2 separate regions of the Ovis aries genome follow, and region 2 is linked to region 1. Evidence: chromatin contacts called from public Hi-C data. All regions are on one chromosome and are shown on one strand. Each heading gives the region's core, a stretch centred on a gene start, on an enhancer-like site or on the middle of the called end of the contact. The rest is flanking DNA. Distances are from core to core; before and after follow the strand shown. Region 1 holds the start of SDF4 (stromal cell derived factor 4). Region 2 holds the start of ZBTB17 (zinc finger and BTB domain containing 17).

What was found. A called contact is a pair of places that touch in the nucleus more often than the background predicts.
Region 2: a Hi-C map of muscle shows a contact between it and region 1, with 4 times the contacts expected there. The contact joins the promoter of ZBTB17 here to the promoter of SDF4 in region 1. A contact is called at or near these places in 2 of 16 Hi-C or Micro-C datasets (liver and muscle).

Annotation. Positions count from the first base shown.
Region 1 is chr12:50,586,564-50,590,832 of ARS-UI_Ramb_v3.0, forward strand. It overlaps SDF4 (stromal cell derived factor 4), which reads left to right and starts at 2,269. Exons shown (of 7, transcript XM_027975826.2): 1 at 2,269-2,346. B3GALT6 (beta-1,3-galactosyltransferase 6) reads right to left here and starts at 2,141. Exons shown (of 1, transcript XM_004023657.5): 1 at 1-2,141. The coding sequence starts at 2,069. The coding sequence ends at 1,080.
Region 2 is chr12:50,920,127-50,924,395 of ARS-UI_Ramb_v3.0, forward strand. It overlaps ZBTB17 (zinc finger and BTB domain containing 17), which reads left to right and starts at 1,976. Exons shown (of 17, transcript XM_060396584.1): 1 at 1,976-2,072; 2 at 4,096-4,269.

The DNA of each region.
Region 1 (4,269 bases), core at 1,019-3,518:
AGGGCTGTGTCAAGACTGACTTTGGGAAACTCTGTCAGTGCTTCCAGAAACACCTGTCCTGTGCAGCCACGAGGAAGGCTGAAAGAGAAGTGTTTTTAGAGAGAGGCAGTGGGGTCACCTTCCATGAAAACGGAAGAGAGAGAGATACTTTTGAATTCTTCCATGTTTCAACACTCGAGCAGCAATGGGTCTACAACTCAAGCTGGAAAAATAGATTAATCCATAAATTCCAAGTTCTGATAGAAAAGTCTTTTCTTAAATAACTTAAAACATACAGACACCCATACACTCCCAACTTAAAACTATTCAAAAGTTACAAAATTTATAAATAAATCACAGGCAAGCTCTGCCTTACACATACCACGAATTCACTCCAGACACAGACCAAGATACCATGAAAGCTGATTCACACGCAACGGACTTAAATACTAGATGACACGTGACAGACGATACCAGCAGGAGATGCAAGCGATGACCTAACCGCACAAGGTGAAGTAACTTCGATAAAAACTGTCGGGTTGCATCACACCTTGAGTCTCCAAGTGCCAGGGCCCAGTTTATGCGATCTTGGCCCTTGGTGCAGGTGGACGGTCAGTACAGTGGCTTCAGGACATAACACTGTCCACTGCCCCAACAGGTTTGGGAATTTTTCTTTGGAGTCAGGTCCTCCAAGTCCTTCCAGCTCCACCCTCTGGCTCCTTGGCCCCAGCCTGGGAGAGGAAGGTAAGTGAATAAGCCCCATGGGGCTGCCTGATAAGGACGCCCTCATCTGATCATATACTTGAATCGAGAAACAGGACATTTCTGCCTGGACACGATGCTGGTTCCAGACCCAGAACAAGATGCTCTCGGGTGGGCATGGACTGGTTCCTGGGCTTAGGAGTCATCCACGCTGCGAGGCATTTGCTCGGAAGCCCGTTGTCACCAGATAAACCTGGTCCTCTCGAGGTCCAGCCTCATGCTAAGAACCATGCAGAAGCTGTCAGCTTTGCTAGAGGAAGGCCGACGGGAGGCCTTGCAGCACCGCCTTGCGCGGTTGAGACCCTGGCGTCCTGTGGGCACGCGGGCCGGCTCGGCCGTCAGGGGATGCCCTCTTTCCTCTGACAGCACTGTGAGGGCGGTGCCGACCAGTCATAGACGTAGGACAGGCGCAGCTGCACCTCGCGCTTGCACAGGCGGCCCTCGTGCGTCAGCGTCCGGTGTTTCTCCAGCATGTCCTCCAGGCTCTGCTTGTGTGTCACCAGGTACTGGTTGTTGCAGCCACGGGACTTATACTCAGTGTCAAAGCGCGGGTCGTGCTCTCGCTGCACGTCCACTGGCGCCAGCCAGGCGCCCAACGACACGTCTTCGCTGTGCCAGGCACGCAGGTACTCGCGGCTGAGGCGCAGGTAGCGCACCAGGTCGGCAGAGAGAACGTAGCCGCCGCCAAGCGCGTAGGGTAGGTAGTAGTCGCACAGCTGCCAGGCGGCCTCACGCCAGCGGCCCCCGGGCCGGACACGGCCACGGCCCGAGAAGAAGCCCCAGTAGAGGCGGCGGCGGCGGGCAGGGTCACGGGCGCGCAGTTCGGCCAGTACCGCGTCCAGGCGTGCGAACGAGTCGTCGTCCGCCTTGAGCACGAACTCGAAGGCCACGTGCTCGTCTAGCCAGGCCAGCATGGCCAGCACCTTGGCGGTGAGGTTCTCGTACGCGTCACGCAGCCCAGGCAGCAGCAGCAGGTCGCCGTGCTGAGCCTGCTCCCGCTCCAGGGCACGCCGTTCCTCGTCGCCCAGGCCGCTGGTGCCCACGGCGAAGTGCGCCCACACGTCCCCGGGGCCGCCGCGCCGCGCCGCCAGCCACGTGCTGCGGACCACGCTACGCCTCTCGGCCGCCCGCGGCGCGCTGGCCACCAGCACGGCCAGGAAGGCGGCGGCGCGCGCCGGACGGACGGGCGCCGGTGCTGCGGGGCCGGAGAGCGCGGAGTCGGGAGGCGCGGCACAGCGCGCCAGGTAGAGCAGCGCGACGCCGCCCAGTGCCAGGCCGCCCAGGCCCAGCGCCGTCCGGTGCCGCCACGCGCGCCGCAGCAGCTTCATTGCTCGGGGAGCGCCGCGGACAGAGGCCGCGCGTGGGGCCGCACCGCGCCGCCGGGCTACGTGGATCCCCGCGCTCTTCTCATTGGCTGCCCCGGAGAGCTGTAAGGCCGCTTCCGCCCAGGGAAAAGATGGCTGCGCCGGCGTCGGCGTGGGGAGGTCGCGCCGCTCGCACCGCCCCCCACCCGACCCGCCTCTTCCCGGAAGAAAGATGGCTGCGGCCTAAACGGAGGCCCGTTGGAGGCGTAGCGGGCGCTCAGGCCGCGCTCGCGGATCCTGGGTGAGGGGAGGGAGGCCGGTGAGTGAGGGCCGCGGGGCGTGACAGCCCCCGCCCGGCCCCGGGGCGGCGGGAAGGGGGCGCGCAGGCCGACTGGGCCTCGGACGGCCCACAGCTACCGCCGACCGGGCCCCTCAGATGCTTGGGTCGGGTGGTCGGTGGAGCGAGGTCAGGGGTCGCGGCCCCGCCGAGCTGGGGGTGGGGAGCATCCGATCCGCCTGAAGCCTGGGACACCCGGCTCGGCCTGGGCCAGTCGTTGCCAACGCCGTGTGCGACTCCTGAGGCCGGGGACGGATCTGTTAAAAAACCGTTTGCGTTTTAACGACGATGGTCTTGCCTGTTTCACAGAGTGGACCCCAGGGGTATTCAGGAACCCAGGGTGGGTCCCCCAGTCTGTAGGGCAGCCCCTGCTCTGAAATCCCTTCACCTGGGGCGGGAGAGAAGTGAGCGACTGACTCCTGTGCTCAACAAGGTGCAAAACAGGGTGTTGTGAACCAAGAGGAGGACGTCTACCTAATCTCCTGATACCTACCTGGTCATTTACGCTTTGCGCAAAATATCAAGTAAATAACACCCCTTGTACGACCATCAAGACAAGTAAAGTCTGGGACTGACCGTTCTTTCCAGAAGTGAAGTCCAGTCGGTTTGGACAGGACACCTGTGTGTTTATGGCCATGAATCACGAGGGCGGTGTTAAGGTCAGGAGGAAGTTGTCTTGGTTTGCTCCGGAATTCCGGAAACGTACAGATGGTGGTGGAGTGGAAAAACCTGCTGCGTGGACAGTGCTCTCAGACGGGGACAAACCGCAGTTCCAGAAGACGTGGTCGAGGGGGCGGTGGCAGCACAGAGTGCACAGCTGGTGGGTTCTGCTGAGGAGGGTGCAGTTCCTCTCAAACATGGAAAGAGAGACGTAGGCTGCCCATCCGTGAGACAGGTTCCCCTCCAAGGAATGAGCCAGCTGAGCCAGGAGAGCAGGATCTTGTCCAGGGATAACATGAAACTGACAGACACGTCTTTAGTAAGTGGAGGTTCTTCTATCTGGCGCAGAAAGAATTCAGTAATCCCCAGGGTGACAGGTGAGGAAAGAGTTTATAGTGTAAGACGTTTATGAGAGATACAAGCAGGTAGGCAAGGGGACTCTGCCCCGAGAATTAAGCTACTACATTTTTATAGCCAAAGGACAGTGGGGAGGGAGAGGAAGACCATCTTTTTCCTCGTTCTTGAGTAGACGCCACTCCTCCATCATCAGCTCCTCCTCCATGTTGGGCGGGGACCTCCTTGTTCCTAGCTGGTCAAACTGTCTTGTCCCTCCCTGTGTGGTTACGCTGTCCTGTCCCTGCATGGTCAAGCTGCCCTGTCCCCCGGGGTCACGCTACCCTGTCCCCACATGTCAAACTGGGGCTGTCCTGGTGCAATGGGACTGAGTAAAAAGGTGGTAACTTAAATATGGCAAATCATCTCAGGTTTCAGTATAATGTGACCTTTTCCTTATATTTTTGTTTATAGTGAGCACAGAGGAGCTTGTCCTAGGAACCATTAACTTCTTGACTTTGCCAGGCAGGATGTGGGCCTTATTCCACCATTGTTTTATTGTTTTCGGGCATGTCTTGTGCTTCTGTTGCACGGTTTTGTTGCTGAGCAAGACTGCTTGGTTTTGTGGTTAGGCAGACCTGTTCTCTTGAGTGATCATTAACTTACAGGGGTCTCCCATACTTTTTCGTTTACTTGTGATACCTTAGTGGGATTAACTATTTAATTACCTGCTTTATCTCTTTATTCTGTCCTCGTCAGAGTGACGTGCAGAGGTGTCCCCCTGCCAGGGGAGATGTTAGCCAGGAGCACATAGGACAGAAAAGAGGCATCAGAGAAGCAAGTGTCTGCCATGGGCCACGGGCTCTCCCTGGCCTCCGTCATACTGAGGCCAGC
Region 2 (4,269 bases), core at 726-3,225, 330 kb after region 1:
GGAGCTGCAACTACTGAAGCCTATGAGCCCTAAAGCCTGGGCTCCTCAACAAGAGAAACCACCTCAATGAGAAGCTTATGCACCATAACAAAGAATAGCTCCCACTTGCTGCAACGAGAGAAAGCCCACCCAGCAATGAAGATCCAGCACAGCCAAATAAATGCATAAAAATAAACATTAAAAAAAGAAAAACATGATTTCTAAGACTTGAAAAAATAAACACATCACCACAGCAAGTGTCCATGGCTCTAGATTTGGGACTAGACACTGGCTCCAGGCACCAGAATGCTGAGTTTGGTGGCCCCCATCTCGTATATACTTCTGAACACTCAAGAAGCTGGAGACAGGCCACCGTGCTCTGCTGGCTGCAACACACCACATTTGCACGACCTTTCTTGCCAGCAAAAATCAGCTAACATCAGCAGGTCAATGGCTTCCAAATCTTAATCTACCTGTACCTGGGATTCTAACTGCTACTGAGTTTGGGAAATAAAAATTTAACTTTTTAGATTCTGAAAGGAAAGGATTGCAAGTCTCAATTGACTACATCCAACACAGATGGACTCAGAAGTAGCAACTTACATGTTTAGTATTGGGAAGACAAGAAGGTTCCTATCAGATTTGCTATTATTTTTTTTCCTGTAAAAGAAAAGGTGAAGTCAACTGTTGCTGAGTGTTTTAGGTCCTCTAGTTATTGTGAAGACAGCAGCAGTGAATTGGCCAGACTGACATTTGTTGAAGTCCCTCTTAAGGCCAGCAGTCATGAATTTGTAGAGAACAGTCTGTCCCATTGGGTACTTTCTCCAGTTGTGTCTGGCTCTCCAGGTGTTGGCAAAGGGAAAAAGGAGCAGTTGGATTCATCCAGGGTTGAAATTCTTATGAAATCCACGTGACAAAAAGGCAAGAGAGCAAAGGAGATCAAGGTTGTTGCAAGGGTGTTGTTAAAATTAGGGATCATGAAAATAAACAGGGTCAAAACTGAAGAAAGGAGAACTATTAGGAAATAGAAAAGTCAATGGCCTGGCGGTGCTGAAAAGTTGGAAAGACACCACACAGGAGCTGGTAAAGTCTGCAGGGCAAATTTTGTTTTCAGGCATCCTCATTCACACACAGGCTAATGGACCGCAGCCTTGTCTAACTCAATGAAACTTAAGCCATGCCATGGGGGGCCACCCAAGATAGACCGGTCATGGTGGAGAGGTCTGACAGAATGTGGTCCAGTGGAGAAGGGACTGGCAAACCACTTCAGTATTCTTGCCTTGAGAACCACATGAACAGTATGAAAAGGCAAAAGATAGGACACTGAAAGATGAACTCCACAGGTCGGTAGGTGCCCAACATGCTATTGGAGATATGGTTGGATGGCATCACCGACTCAATGGACATGGGTTTGGGTGGACTCCAGGAGTTGGTGATGGACAGGGAGGCCTGGCGTGCTGCAATTCATGGGGTTGCAAAGAGTCGGACACGACTGAGCGACTGAACTGAACTGAATCCTGGATATCCCCTAAACAGGGAAACGGGTAACGTTTAACTCAGAAGGTAGAAAAACCTAACTGTGGTCCTACAGCTTTGATGCCACAACTAGGTTCATTCACAGCTCTGCTTCACCACTTGTAAGACGCGTGATAACGGGCAATTCATTTACCCTGAAACTCCGTTTTCCCTTCTTCAAAAGTGGGAGAAAAATATTATCGTATAACGGTGAGAGGACTTGAGATAATGCGCGTAAACTGGTTAACAGAGTGCCTGGCAACACAGGAAGCGCTGAACACGTAGAAGCTGTTACTTTTACATTTGAAACAGAAAACCAAGGAAAGGTTACAATGAGAATTTCTAAGCGCACAGGACTGTTTTACAGAACTTCTCGATTACTATGCGCATGCGCCAGTCCGCAAGCTACGCCTAGGAGGGCACTGCGCACGCGCCGGAAGTTGCAGCCGGGAAGCCAGCGAGGTCGGTTCCGCCCGACTTTAACATGGCGGCGCCCTTTGTCTGCTCTGAAGTGCTGTCCCCGGCCTTCTTGCGGCCGTGATGCACCTCCTTCTGTGGTGGGGCCCAGGACATGGCAGGTGAGGGTCAGCAACCATCCGGGGCGTGGGGAGTCCCAGGAGTCAGGCGGAGGCGGCGGAGGATGGGACGCGGCGGGACGCCGGGGACGGTTGTGTGGGGGAGGGGAGGGAAGTGGACTGGGACGGGAACCTGGACTGAGGGGACCCCGCACAACATGAGGGTGCAGGACAAATGGGTGGGGGACGCTGCCTGGCGAGCGGGCGGATAGTGGGCGGGCGGACTGGACTCGCCGTCCCGGCGAGGGAGCGCGAGTCGCCTCCGGGCTGGGTGACACCCCAGCTGGTAGCATCTCCGCCCCCGCCGCCCGGCTGTCACCGCCCCTTGACCCCGCGTGCCGCGGCTGGTGGGCGTTCTGAGGCCGCGAGGTGGCGGGGTGCCCGCGCAGCTCACTTTGGCCGGTGGGGCTGGAGGACACATGCCTGTGAGGGCCTAGAAGGAGTTTGTCGTGGTGGAGACCGATACTGCCCCTGTATGAGACCATTTCATTCATTCATGCGTTCCACAGACTGTGGTTCAACTCCTGATGGGTTCAGAGGATAGAGCGAGTGGTTAAAAAGTGTAGGCTGTGGAGCCAAGCAGCCGAGTTTGAATCCTGTCTCGGTGCTTGCCAACTGTGTCCTTAGGCACGTTGGTTCCTCGCCTCCTGCCTCGGTTTTCTTATCCTTAAAGCACGGTTGAGAATAAAATCTGCCTCCTAAAACGATTATAAAAGTTAAATGAGATAATCGGTGTAAAGTGCTAAGAAGGCCTGCTGGCACAAAGTAAATGCTGTGTGTGCTTGTTGCTGTTATTTTTTGTATCATCATCATCACCCAGAGCTCAGAAACTCAAGTGGGAGACATACTGAAATGTAGGCAATTCTGATATGATGGGAAAAAAGCAGAAAATACTGAGTAGAGGCACCTCACTCAGTTTAGGCAAATCCAGGAAGGCTTCTGTTCCCCAGGAAACAGAACTGGAGGATGCTTGGAGCTTGCAGGCAGAAAAGGGGAAGAGTATTCTCAGTTGAAGATGGAATGTGTGAGAAAGCTGCCTAGGGACAGAGATGAAAGACACTAGTGTGTGGTCTGGTCCTCAGGGGTCTTGTTTTGGGAAGGGAAAGCAGCCGTGGGGCATGAGGCATCCTTAGTTCCCCAACCACGAATCCTGTAGTGGAATCTCCCCTAGGGAAGTTTTTAAACCTAGCTATGGACTTGCAATTTTAGGTTGAGAACGCATATAAGAATCAGATTTGTAGATTAGAAAGATCATGCTAGTTAAGACTGTATTAAAGGGAATGGGCCTGGAGTCCAGTTAAGAGGCTACTTGAACTGTGGAGGTGAGAGATGACCGTGGCCTTGAGTTAGATTAGAGGCAGAAGGTGGGGAGAGATGTGTTGGAGGTAGACTTGACCAAAGTTGGTGATGACTTAGATGGGGGATTTAGGGGCTGGGGGTGAGGTCAGGGTTGGCTCTGAATTTTTGACTGGTGGATGGTGATGCTGTTCAGTGGGATAGGGAGGGGATTTAAGGAGAGAAGACATATTTTGTTTTGAACATGTCTGTTGTTAATGCCTGTAAAACATTCAAGTGGAACTGTCCATTGGTGATCTAGTATCCATCAAAAGTCACTACATTTATGGGAAGGGATGTGTCACCTGGGTGAGGGTCTGGAGTGAGAAGCACGGTGTCTGGGACATCCCTGGGGAATGCTAGTGCAGTAAGACTACTTGGGCACAGCCTCATTGCTTTTGCTTATCAACCTTGTGTTATGTCTTTCAGTCAGCAGGCTTTCCCGAGTGTAGCGGGCTTTCCTGAGTGTAGGGGGCTTTCCTGAGTGTAGGGACTGGGACTAGGTTTATTCATCTTTGTATCCCAGCTGTCCAGCACAGGGTCTCGCATGCAGCAGCCCAATCACAATCCAGTGTAACATTTATTGAGCGCTGCCTTTGTGCCAGACTCTGCTCAGTGCTCTGTATTTGCCTAAGCAGCTCTTAAAATCCTGCAGGTTCTCATCAGATTTTCCACTTGGTCTTTGACTCAGGTAATGAGCTGGAGGAGGAGAGCCAAGCTGGAGTTTCCCCAGACAAACTGTCGGAACAGAGTAGCCTGGGCTACTTGGAAATCTGAGGTATGTCTATTAAGACTCAAAGGTGAAACAAACCAGGAGGTCAGTTTGTTTGTCCCTCTTCTCTAGGCACAGCGTGCTTCAACTCAC